Regions from separate parts of the Siniperca chuatsi genome. Here region 1 is linked to region 2. A link is a contact called in public Hi-C data. All regions are on one chromosome and are shown on one strand. The core of a region is the stretch at or near the end of the contact, and the rest is flanking DNA. Distances in the headings are between cores, read along the strand shown.

What was found. A called contact is a pair of places that touch in the nucleus more often than the background predicts.
Region 1: a Hi-C map of an unstated tissue shows a contact between it and region 2, with 4 times the contacts expected there. The contact joins the promoter of LOC122866467 here to the promoter of nrn1a in region 2. A contact is called at or near these places in 2 of 3 Hi-C or Micro-C datasets (skeletal muscle and an unstated tissue).

The regions. Positions count from the first base shown.
Region 1 is chrLG19:25,269,423-25,274,370 of ASM2008510v1, forward strand. It overlaps LOC122866467 (mucin-5AC), which reads left to right and starts at 2,808. Exons shown (of 17, transcript XM_044176171.1): 1 at 2,808-3,416. All of the region lies in intron 2 of LOC122866462 (NLR family CARD domain-containing protein 3-like), which reads right to left. It overlaps LOC122866512 (LYR motif-containing protein 4), which reads left to right. Exons shown (of 3, transcript XM_044176279.1): 3 at 1-1,444. The coding sequence ends at 43.
Region 2 is chrLG19:25,026,579-25,031,280 of ASM2008510v1, forward strand. nrn1a (neuritin) reads left to right here and starts at 2,015. Exons shown (of 4, transcript XR_006375717.1): 1 at 2,015-2,254. The region is part of intron 2 of LOC122866462 (NLR family CARD domain-containing protein 3-like); the gene reads right to left.

The DNA of each region.
Region 1 (4,948 bases), core at 1,558-4,057, 240 kb after region 2:
CGGGAAGATGTACGGGTCCCAGAAGATCGTGGTGGAGGATTAACCCTCTGCTGCGGAGGTGGAGGTGGAGGGGGGGAGCACTGTCCCAGCAAACCACAGGATGTGACATCAGAGACGAATCACTGCCCTGACATCATCACCACCAACAACCAGCCTGCTTCCTGTTTCGACCCAAACGCTGTTTAACTGTCACCGGGTGGAGGTGGAGGTGTGAAATGCATTGTGGGAGATGTAGGACAGAGTAAAGCTGCGAAGCACCTGAAGTTTGTTTGGAGTTTAGACTTTAAAATGTTTAGTTTTTTTTTCCGTGGATGCACCGATCAGATGTTTGGGTCGATTGAAGTGATCGTGTGATCGATCGCAGGCGGAAATCTTTTCCTCGCTCTGATTCACTTTCTGAGTTATGACCCGTTAAAAAGAAGCAACGTGAGGCAAAGGCTGCAACGAACTATCGTTTTCATTACCAATGAATCTGCCAATTATTTTCTCAAATCATTGATTAACTGCTCGCTCTATAAAGTATCAGATAACGGTGAGACATGTCACTATTCCGCTGATGCCTTCAAATGTCTCGTAAGCCAAAGATGTACAGTTTAATATCATCTAACAAATATAAGAACACGAACAAATATTCACGTTACAGAAGCGGAAAGCGAACTTTTTGCCTAAAAAATGGATTAATCGATCAGATTTGTTGTTTGGCCAAAGAGTTATTTTACTTCTCAGACTGTTTCATTTGAGTGGAGAGACGAGAAGTGTTGTGTCCCAGAAACACGTCTTTCTTTTCAATGTTTCAGTTTCGTTAACAGGTTACTGTTTGAGAAATAAATGAAGTTTTGACATATTACTGTCTGCTTGAAAAAGTTGATCTTTGGCCAAACTAATTCATGTAACTCCTGACGATTTAAAGAAGGCACGAAGTGTTAAAATCAGATCTCACCACAAGGTCCGTTTAGTCTCCGGAGCTTTCGGTCGTATCACGCGATGGTGCCCAGAACTGGAAATATTCATAAATTTTCATAAAAATGTTAGTTTGCCTGCAGCGTGATAACATTTGTACTGTTTGACTGTTGGAAACTGACTGTAATGAGCAGAAGTGACTCATCGACGACGGCTGATCGGTGCATCTCTGATTCCTTTCTAGTGTTACTTTTGTATTCTAACGCACAGCGTACATGAGATTATCTGCTACAGCGGACTGCAGAAAATACACAATCTAGCTTCTGTAATATTCACTCCCAGACACGTTTTAGTCATCAGTTTATGTCTGAGAAACCCCAGTGGATCAATATTCTGTAAAATTCAACATTTCTCTGTTTTACTGGACAGAAAGACGTTTTGTTTTGTAAAAAGATCGAAGAGGATGAGCTCTGTGTCGACCTAAAGCTGTTTTATCAGTTTAAATAAAGCGGCAGCAGTGGAGATGCTGCAGATCCAAACTGAAGCAGGTTTCTGAATGTGATGTTTCAGGACAGACCGCTGCTGCCGGAGGAAAACCTCAGAACAGCGGCGTGTGTGTGTGTGTGTGTGTGTGTGTGTGTGTGTGTGTGTGTGTGTGTGTGTGTGTGTGTAAATAAGAGAGAATTTGTTTCCAGCAGGTTTGAGGTCGAATCATTTTCCCTGTAATTACAAATTAAGGAAGTGATTTTGATTCGTCCAAATGTCCAATTATCTGTCGAAACAAAATAAAGACATTGTGGCTCAGACGTGTCGTCAGCAGACAGCAGTTCATTTACCGCTCTCTGGTTTATTTGTTAAATTAATACTGCGGCTTTGTCTTCTGCAGAGATTACATTGTACGGCTACGCAAACACTTTTATACTTTCCAAAAGAAATTTGACTTTTTCTTCTAATTTGACAGTTTTTATGGGGGGAAAGTAAAGTAAAATATAATAATATTAAATAAAAACAGGTGTAGATCCTCTACAAGCATTACACACCGTGCAGCGTACGAACGGCTTTCATCTCATGTTCGAAACATGAATTAAAAGTGAACGTTCAAAGCTTCCTGAAAGGAGTTGGGGTTGCACGTTGGACGTATGACCTTTCTGTTGTTTGGTTGGTTTTTTCTGCATTTTTTGTATCTATGAGTAGTGGGCCGATGTCTTTTGTGAATTGCATTGTGGGACGACACTCGTCCAACGAATCCCATCAGTTTAATATGCATAATGGCGTCTTTGAGTACATGTGGTCACTTTTCCATAAAATCAAAACCATACGATTGCTTTTTGGCGTCGAGCACCGTCCTCGGGAATATTGAGACATAAAGCAACATGGATGAGCTGCAGATGGTCGCCACGGCAGCGCTAAGGGACCGAACTCAGAGCGAATGCTGGACTCGCAGTCGTCAGGCGACGCCAACACGACTCCACGTGAAGGAAATAAGCAGCTGTTATCACTTTAGAAGCTGACGATGTGTCCGTGTTGTGTTCACAGCTCGTTTCTGCCGCGAACAAGTCGACCGACAATAAGTTACTGAAGGTTAATCATTTTTATCTGTTGCTCTGGTTCAGACGCGCAGGTAACAGGAGCTTCTGAGGGATCTGCCTTTGGTGTAACTCAACCAATGAGATGTCTTCTATCTGTAACATCTGCGTGAACGAGTGTAACTCCAACCTGCACAGCTGTAAACCTAAAGCGGGACAGACGAGTCACTTCTGTGCAACGAACACCACCCTCTCTCCTCAGACCCTGGATCTGAATAAGGATCAAATCCACAAAAAGTCCCTGACAGATCGGATAAATACCGAACTGAGTGGGAGCACTGTGTGTGTGTGTGTGTGTGTGTGTGTGAGAAACACACACGGACAGCGTGACTGGATGCAGCAGCAGCAGCAGAGGAGGTGAGCTCAGAGGTGCGTTTGGTTTTGGTGGAGGAGGGTGAAGGTGGAGGAGGTGACTGACCCACAAGGTACCAGCGGCTGCTATTAATAGACCCATCTGTTGGCTTAAGCACGAGCACACTGGCCCACTTACACACACACACACACACGCAGGTGTAAAAGATCACGTTGCTCCGTCACCAGACGAACACACTGCTTCGTGCACGTGCTCCGTGCGAGTCCTACATTCACTAAGAGGACTTCAGACTCGATCTGCCCCGCGGCTCGCTTTGGCTTCTGGGAGGATTGTTTTTAAAGTTCACCCCAAAATCCAAAACACAGGCGTCCCCTCTCACCTGTAGCGCTGTTTGTCCATCCGGGTTGTTTTGGTGTGAGTTGCAGAGCTTTGGAGACATCGGCCGTAGAGACGTCTGCCTCCTCCGAATGTAACGGGACTGCATGGCGCTCGGCTCGTGGTGAAAAACACATTTAAAAACTCGACGGCGACGTCTCTTTGCAGAGGTCATGAGCCGGTTACCTCGGAGTAGGAAGGCAGACGTAACTCACAGCAAAACACTCTAGATGGATCAACAGGTAAGAGGAAAAGTATGTTCTTGGGTGAACCGTCCCTTTAAACCAAGCTGGCGTTCGTTAGCCAGGGAGCGTTGGTCTAAAATATCTGCAAGTTCTGGACGGGCTGAAATGAAATTTGGCATCATTCGCTCTGTCATAAACAAAGAAAAGAAACTCTCGGGTGACCATGAGTACAAAACATTACTTATTATTATATCTATGCACTTTTTATGATGTTGTGCCTGCTTTTTTTATGGGATTTGTCTCATCTCTCCAATATTCATCAGCTAAAATGAACAGTTTTTAAACTGGATGGAGTCATGAGATCGTATGTGTGACTGATGGTGCAACATGGGGTGGGGGTTATAGTGGTAGGTTGGGGTGGGTGTTGAAGGGAGGCAGAGGCAGGATTTTGGGTTTTTTTTTTATTTACTTTTGTTTATTATCTCTGAGAATGTTGTTTCATTTCAACCGTTGTGGTAAAAATAAATAAAATTCACATTTAAAAAAACAAACAAACAACTGTTTTAGAGAAATATCTTTATTTTTAGAAGTCAACTACAGCTCCCAAGGTGCATTTCAGCACAAAACACCCAATCACAGAGCTTGATGGCGGTACAGAAGGCTGCTTTATTTTAAAAATACTTCACGAGGTGATCGCGTGTGTTTTAGTTTCGTTGAGGTCATGAGATTGTGACTGCGGTGTTTACGGCCTCCGCTCTGCTTTTCACCTGAAATAGGCCTTTGAGTCTCCGTCGGTGTTGACAGATCAAACAGATGTCGTCAGGTCTGTCAACAGGATTATTTTCAGAGGCGTTGGACTTCTGAGCTTTGGCCCTCATGTAAAGATGATGGACAGATACAGACGGACAGGAGGACAGACTGCTGTGGGGACGAGGACCTGGCCGACCTCACGTACAGAATAAATGTTGGCTTGTATCCCGGTCAGCTGTAAATTACAGGCCGTCCAGCTCTAAATGTGCTGTTTTAATACAAAAATAAGTTTTTAATCTGACTCTGGATCAGGAAATGCATTCAAATTCACACAGTGGCAATCTAATATGCATTAGCATGTTATGCTAACCTTTGCATTAGCATGTTAGCATGGTAGCGTTTGTTCTATGTTAATAGGCTACTATTGGCAACATGCTAATAATAACACAGATAAAAGCTATTACAGCATGTTAGCATTAAGCACAGCTTTTGGTGATGTCATTATTAATAGCATGTATGCTAATTTTGGATTTGAATGTTAACATGGTACATTTTTTTCTAGTGTTAAAATATTAATGCTGACATTGGCAAATTGCTAACATTAGCATGACTCGTGGCTAACACAGCACATTAGCATTACAAATACACGATATGACAAATACCATGATATGGAACGAAACAGTGACGCGGCAAGTGATGTAACTAACGTTAGCTAGGTTGTTAGTTAGCTTAGCTAGGTTGTGGGTTAGCAAACTGTCGCTACAGTTGCTGCTGCGAAGCTAACAGCCAGAGAGGACGATACGGTTTCCCAGAGCCGGCACAGCAGCTCCAGAACATCC
Region 2 (4,702 bases), core at 765-3,264:
GAAATAATGAATTAATATTCATAGTGAACATTAATGTTTCTGTAATATTCTTTTAGTCTCAGAGGTGGAAGAAGTACTCAGATCCTTCACTTAGGTAAAAGTGAAAATACTACATAATAATACATAATACAAGTTCAAGTACAGAAGTATTATCAACAAAACGTACTTAAAGTATCGAAAGTCCTCAATCCTGGATTATTATAATTATTATTATTATTATTATTATTGTATGTAAGCGTCGGCGTGGAGCTAACTTTAACTAGTTTACGTACTGACGGGTAAATTATTAGAATAGATCGTATTTCAGAAGCTGCTGACACAGTTTGTTTGTAGAATAGTCATTTGTAAAATAAATATAATATTTATATTTAGTAAATATAGCTGTCAGGTGAATGTAGTGGAGTAAAAAGTACAACATTTCCCTCTGGATGGAAATAATCAAGTACAAATACCTCAAAACTCAGTTATATTCCACCGCCGCCTGTCGTAGCTCATCGGTCATTATTTGTGTGTATTCTAAACATTTCATCTTTCGTGTTTGTTACATTTCAAACTTTCCAAGTTACTCCAAACGCTCCCTGGAAACGGCCGAACCTGCTGGGGAACGCGACCCGAGACGCTCGGCGGGGAATTTAAGTGACACTGAGCTGTGTGTGTGTGTGTGTGTGTGTGTGTTTCTCTCGCAAAGGTCAAAGGTCAGTCCCACATGTGGAAGTCCGGCAGCTCGTATTTAACCTTCAGCTGCGTTCAAACGTGTTCAAGCTTTTAAGCAAATTCAGATTTAAAAATAAAACAAACGATCTTATCACCGGAAACAAAGCATTCGTCGATACTCAGAATCTAACAAACGCAGAAATCAAAACGCAGCTTTGCAGCGGAAAGAAGTTCGTCACACGGTTTATTTATCCGGTTTGAGCGAAGAGCGAAGGCGTCACGGCCGCAGCTGCGAGCTCCCGCAGTGCATGCTGGTCCTGCTGCGTACCTGAGCAAACCTGAGAGGACTGAAGGTCTGCACAACTCCTGCAGAACCAGAAGAAAACGGGAGGCTGGATTCGTCCACTAGGGGGGCCCCCCGGGGTGGGACACGGCCCCTGAACGAGACCGCAGGGCCAGCCAGGTGTCCTGCTCTCGTTGGACGAGTCAGACGCGGGACGCGCTGCAGCCTTCGTGTTTCAGAAAACGAAGATTTCATTCGAAGCGAAGAGCTGCAGATTTAAAGCGGATCACAGAAACACGACCACGCGCTCCCGGCGGCCTCTGACTTCGCACGGGTCAAAGGTCAACACCGGGGGACCCGTGTGACGGCCTTCAGAGCAGAGCAGCTCCGGCTGAGGGGGGAGTCAAACACGTGAACAGGTGTGCACGACACCTGGGACATTAAAGGCTCGGGGGACAGGTGCGCTGGAGGAGCCTGCAGCTAACGGAGCGGACGCTTTAAATATTCGCTGCAGGCTAAAAACTCACGTGATCAAATCAAAAAAATAATAATAAAGACTTTGGAAAAAAACAGCAGAAACGTAAACCTCGGGGCCTTTTGAGCAGCAGTTCTGGAGCTTTCGCTCGCAGCGCGAGATCTTCTTCAGATGCGGTCTGCATTTCAATCTGAGCCCTTTGGAGCCGGAAGAAAGGTCCGCCAGCCCAGAACTTTCAACTGCATCTCCTATGTTTCAGTTCTAGTTTTTATCAATGCACGAACGAAGGCCGTGAGATGCTGCTGAAAGCTCTGGAAAAAGCCAGTAAGAGAACATTGAGCGCATGAGCTCAGCGTTTCTATAAAAGCAAAACTGAAATGGATGAAGGAAAAGATACAAAAGGACGTGATGAAATCATAACTGGCCCAATAATAATAATGAGGAGGAGGGGGGGAGGAAGAGGAGGAAGAGGAGGAGGAGGAGGAGAGGGGGGAGGAAGAGGAGGAGGAGGAGGGGGGAGGAGGGGCTCTCTCTCTCTCTCTCTCTCTCTCTTCTTTTTCCTCTCCAGACGCGTAAAACAGGCAGGAAGCTCAGAGCAGAGCACGACAGAGAGCAGGAGCCACAGAAGAAGAAGAAGAAGAAGAAGAAGCGCGCACACACGGGAAAGACAAGAAACAGGAAGAAGAGGAGGAGGAGGAGGAGGAGGAGGAAGAGCGCTGGATGTAGCTGTTGTTTTGCGGGCAACTTTCTGGATCCCGGCTCTCATGGTGAGCGGAGGACGCAGAGGATGGGAGTAACCTGGTCCTCCAGATGCCTCGCACTCTTTCTGGCTCTACACATAGGTGAGTGACCCGGGAAGAATCCGCCGAAGAAGAGCTGCAGTCACGCGCTCTTTCTGCGTCCAACAAAAACCAGGTTTTAGTCGTTTCCGGGACGAGAAGCGTTGTTTTCCTGCTGCGCTTTAAAAAAACAGCAAAAAATCTCTTTCATGTTGATAAATTGTCATTTTGAGACACGAAGGTGTTTTATATATATTATATATATATTTTACTAATAATTTAAGTCGCTTCTAATAACGAGTTTTATTAATATTTGTCTTATTTTTAATTCAGCAGCAGAAAAAAAAAGAGGAAATGAAGAGTTTTGTTTAAATAGACCAATTTAAGTTTGCTTATTTTTAGGTTTACAAACTTAAATTCGTTTTTAACAATAACAATAATAATAATTATTATTATTATTATATTTTTTAAATCATATTTAATGTTGTTTTTGGCAGGTTTGTCCGTGTGTTGTTGATTTGGGGCGTAGTGAAGCAGCAGCGGCTCGTTTCAACGGGGCCACACTTCACGTGTGGACTGTGTGTGTGTGTGTGTGTGTGTGTGTGTGTGTGTGTGTGCTAACAAGGGGAATACCCCCCCCTCCTCCCCCTCTCCGCTCCTCGGTTGTCCCAAACTGGAGACATTTGTTGAATTATCTTCAGAAATTTCTTCCTCTCGCAGTTTAAATGCTGGAAACGGACGCAGCGGGTTTTTTGGCTTCACGTCGCTCAGATTTGACGCTTTCCGGTGGTTTTTCTGCGGCGTCAGAGACGCTTCAGAGGCCCGTCTGCAGGTCTGACCGGACCAGAAGCGGCACAGGGATGAGACGTTAAGCTGCCCGGCCGGAGCAGCTCCTCCCGGCCTGGCGGTCCTGCGGGCTCCGGGCTCCCCGCCGCAGTGCGCGGGGCTTCGGGGAGGCAGCGGCGGCGGCGGCACGCCCGCGCTGTCCGGGAGCCGGAGGATGCGAAACGAGCCCGGCCTCGGTTCAAACACCATCTCGTTATTCGTTTGATTTTTCACCGTCTGAGCTCCTGTTTCTGATTTAAAAAAAAAAAAAGAACAAAACAGAAAAAAAAAGGTTCATTTATCTCCTTAAATGTTCGGTGTGCACGCGCGCGGAAGCGGCCGTGCACCCGCCTCGTGCACGGTGGAAAATAAAACGAATTTTTTTTTTTTGTGTAGGTTTCGTAATAAAAATCAGGTGTAAAAAGCTTCCAGGTGAGCCTGCGCGTTTGGTTTTTAACGCAACGGAGCTGCAGCCTCCGGGATCCGTCTAATATCTGGGAGGAACAAAATGAACAAAAAAAGGCAAATAACATCTGAGATGAAACAAGAGAAATATGGAGATGGCTGTTGTCTTCTGCTGTTGCATTGCATAACGACGCTGTGGAGGAGGGCTCTGCGCGTGCGTGTGTGCATGTGTGTGTGTGTGTGCGTGTGTGTGTGTGTGCATTTGCTGGTGGCAGAGAAATGCTGAATTATTCAAGGCGCAGAATCGTCCCCGGTGCTTTTGTTGGAGAGAGCCCGGTGTCCGGTGCTCACGGTGCTCACGGCGAGAGAGGAGGAATAAACACAAATGTGTGTGTGTGTGTGTGTGTGTGTGTGTGTGTGTGTGTGTGTGTGTGTTTGGGTGTTTTTTGAAAGCAGACAGAATGAAACCAAATGAGCTGCTGAATTATTTCACACACACACTGAAACATGGAGGGGGATCGAATGAAATCGATTAATTAATCTGCTTTTCAAATATCGCATTTTATCTTTTTTTTTTTTATTTTTCAGTTAACTGTTAACTGTTTCGGTATTTTTTTTCCCACCGTGTTTTCATTTTTCACAAGCAAACGCCTCGCGAGCACAGAAGAGCCTCGAAACAAAAGCAAAGAAAATTAATTTCCTGCGCAGTTAAACAGCTGCTTTTAATGATTTAATGCTTTGTTGAACTCAGAATTTCATCAGCAGTCATTTTAAAAACGAGTTAAATATGTTTAGAGGTTTTTTTAGTGTAAAATGTGGTTTTTGGGGTATTTTTACGCGCGTAAAAACGGCCTCGCGCGGTGTTGGAGGTGGGTGTGTCTGCCGTGTGGAAGCTACAACACGCTGCTTTTGGCATCGGTGCACTGCAGGCAACAGTGTGTGTGTGTGTGTGTGTGTGTGCGCGTGCGTGGAGGCGTGAACGAAAATGCTGCGCGCGTCCCCGTTTGTGCGCGCGTGGTGGGACTAGTTTCACTGAAACCGGAATAAACCGCGGAAACACGAATCAGGGAGAAACAGAAAGAAACAGATGTAACGAAATAAAACATGAATACTTTTATTTTCAGGTGAGAAATGAGATAAAAACGTTACAAAAAAATACAACAAATGTAGAAAAGTCAAATATATAGTTCCTGTATATATATATATATATATATATATATATATATATATATATATATATATATATATGATATTACTATATAATAAATATTTATTAATTTA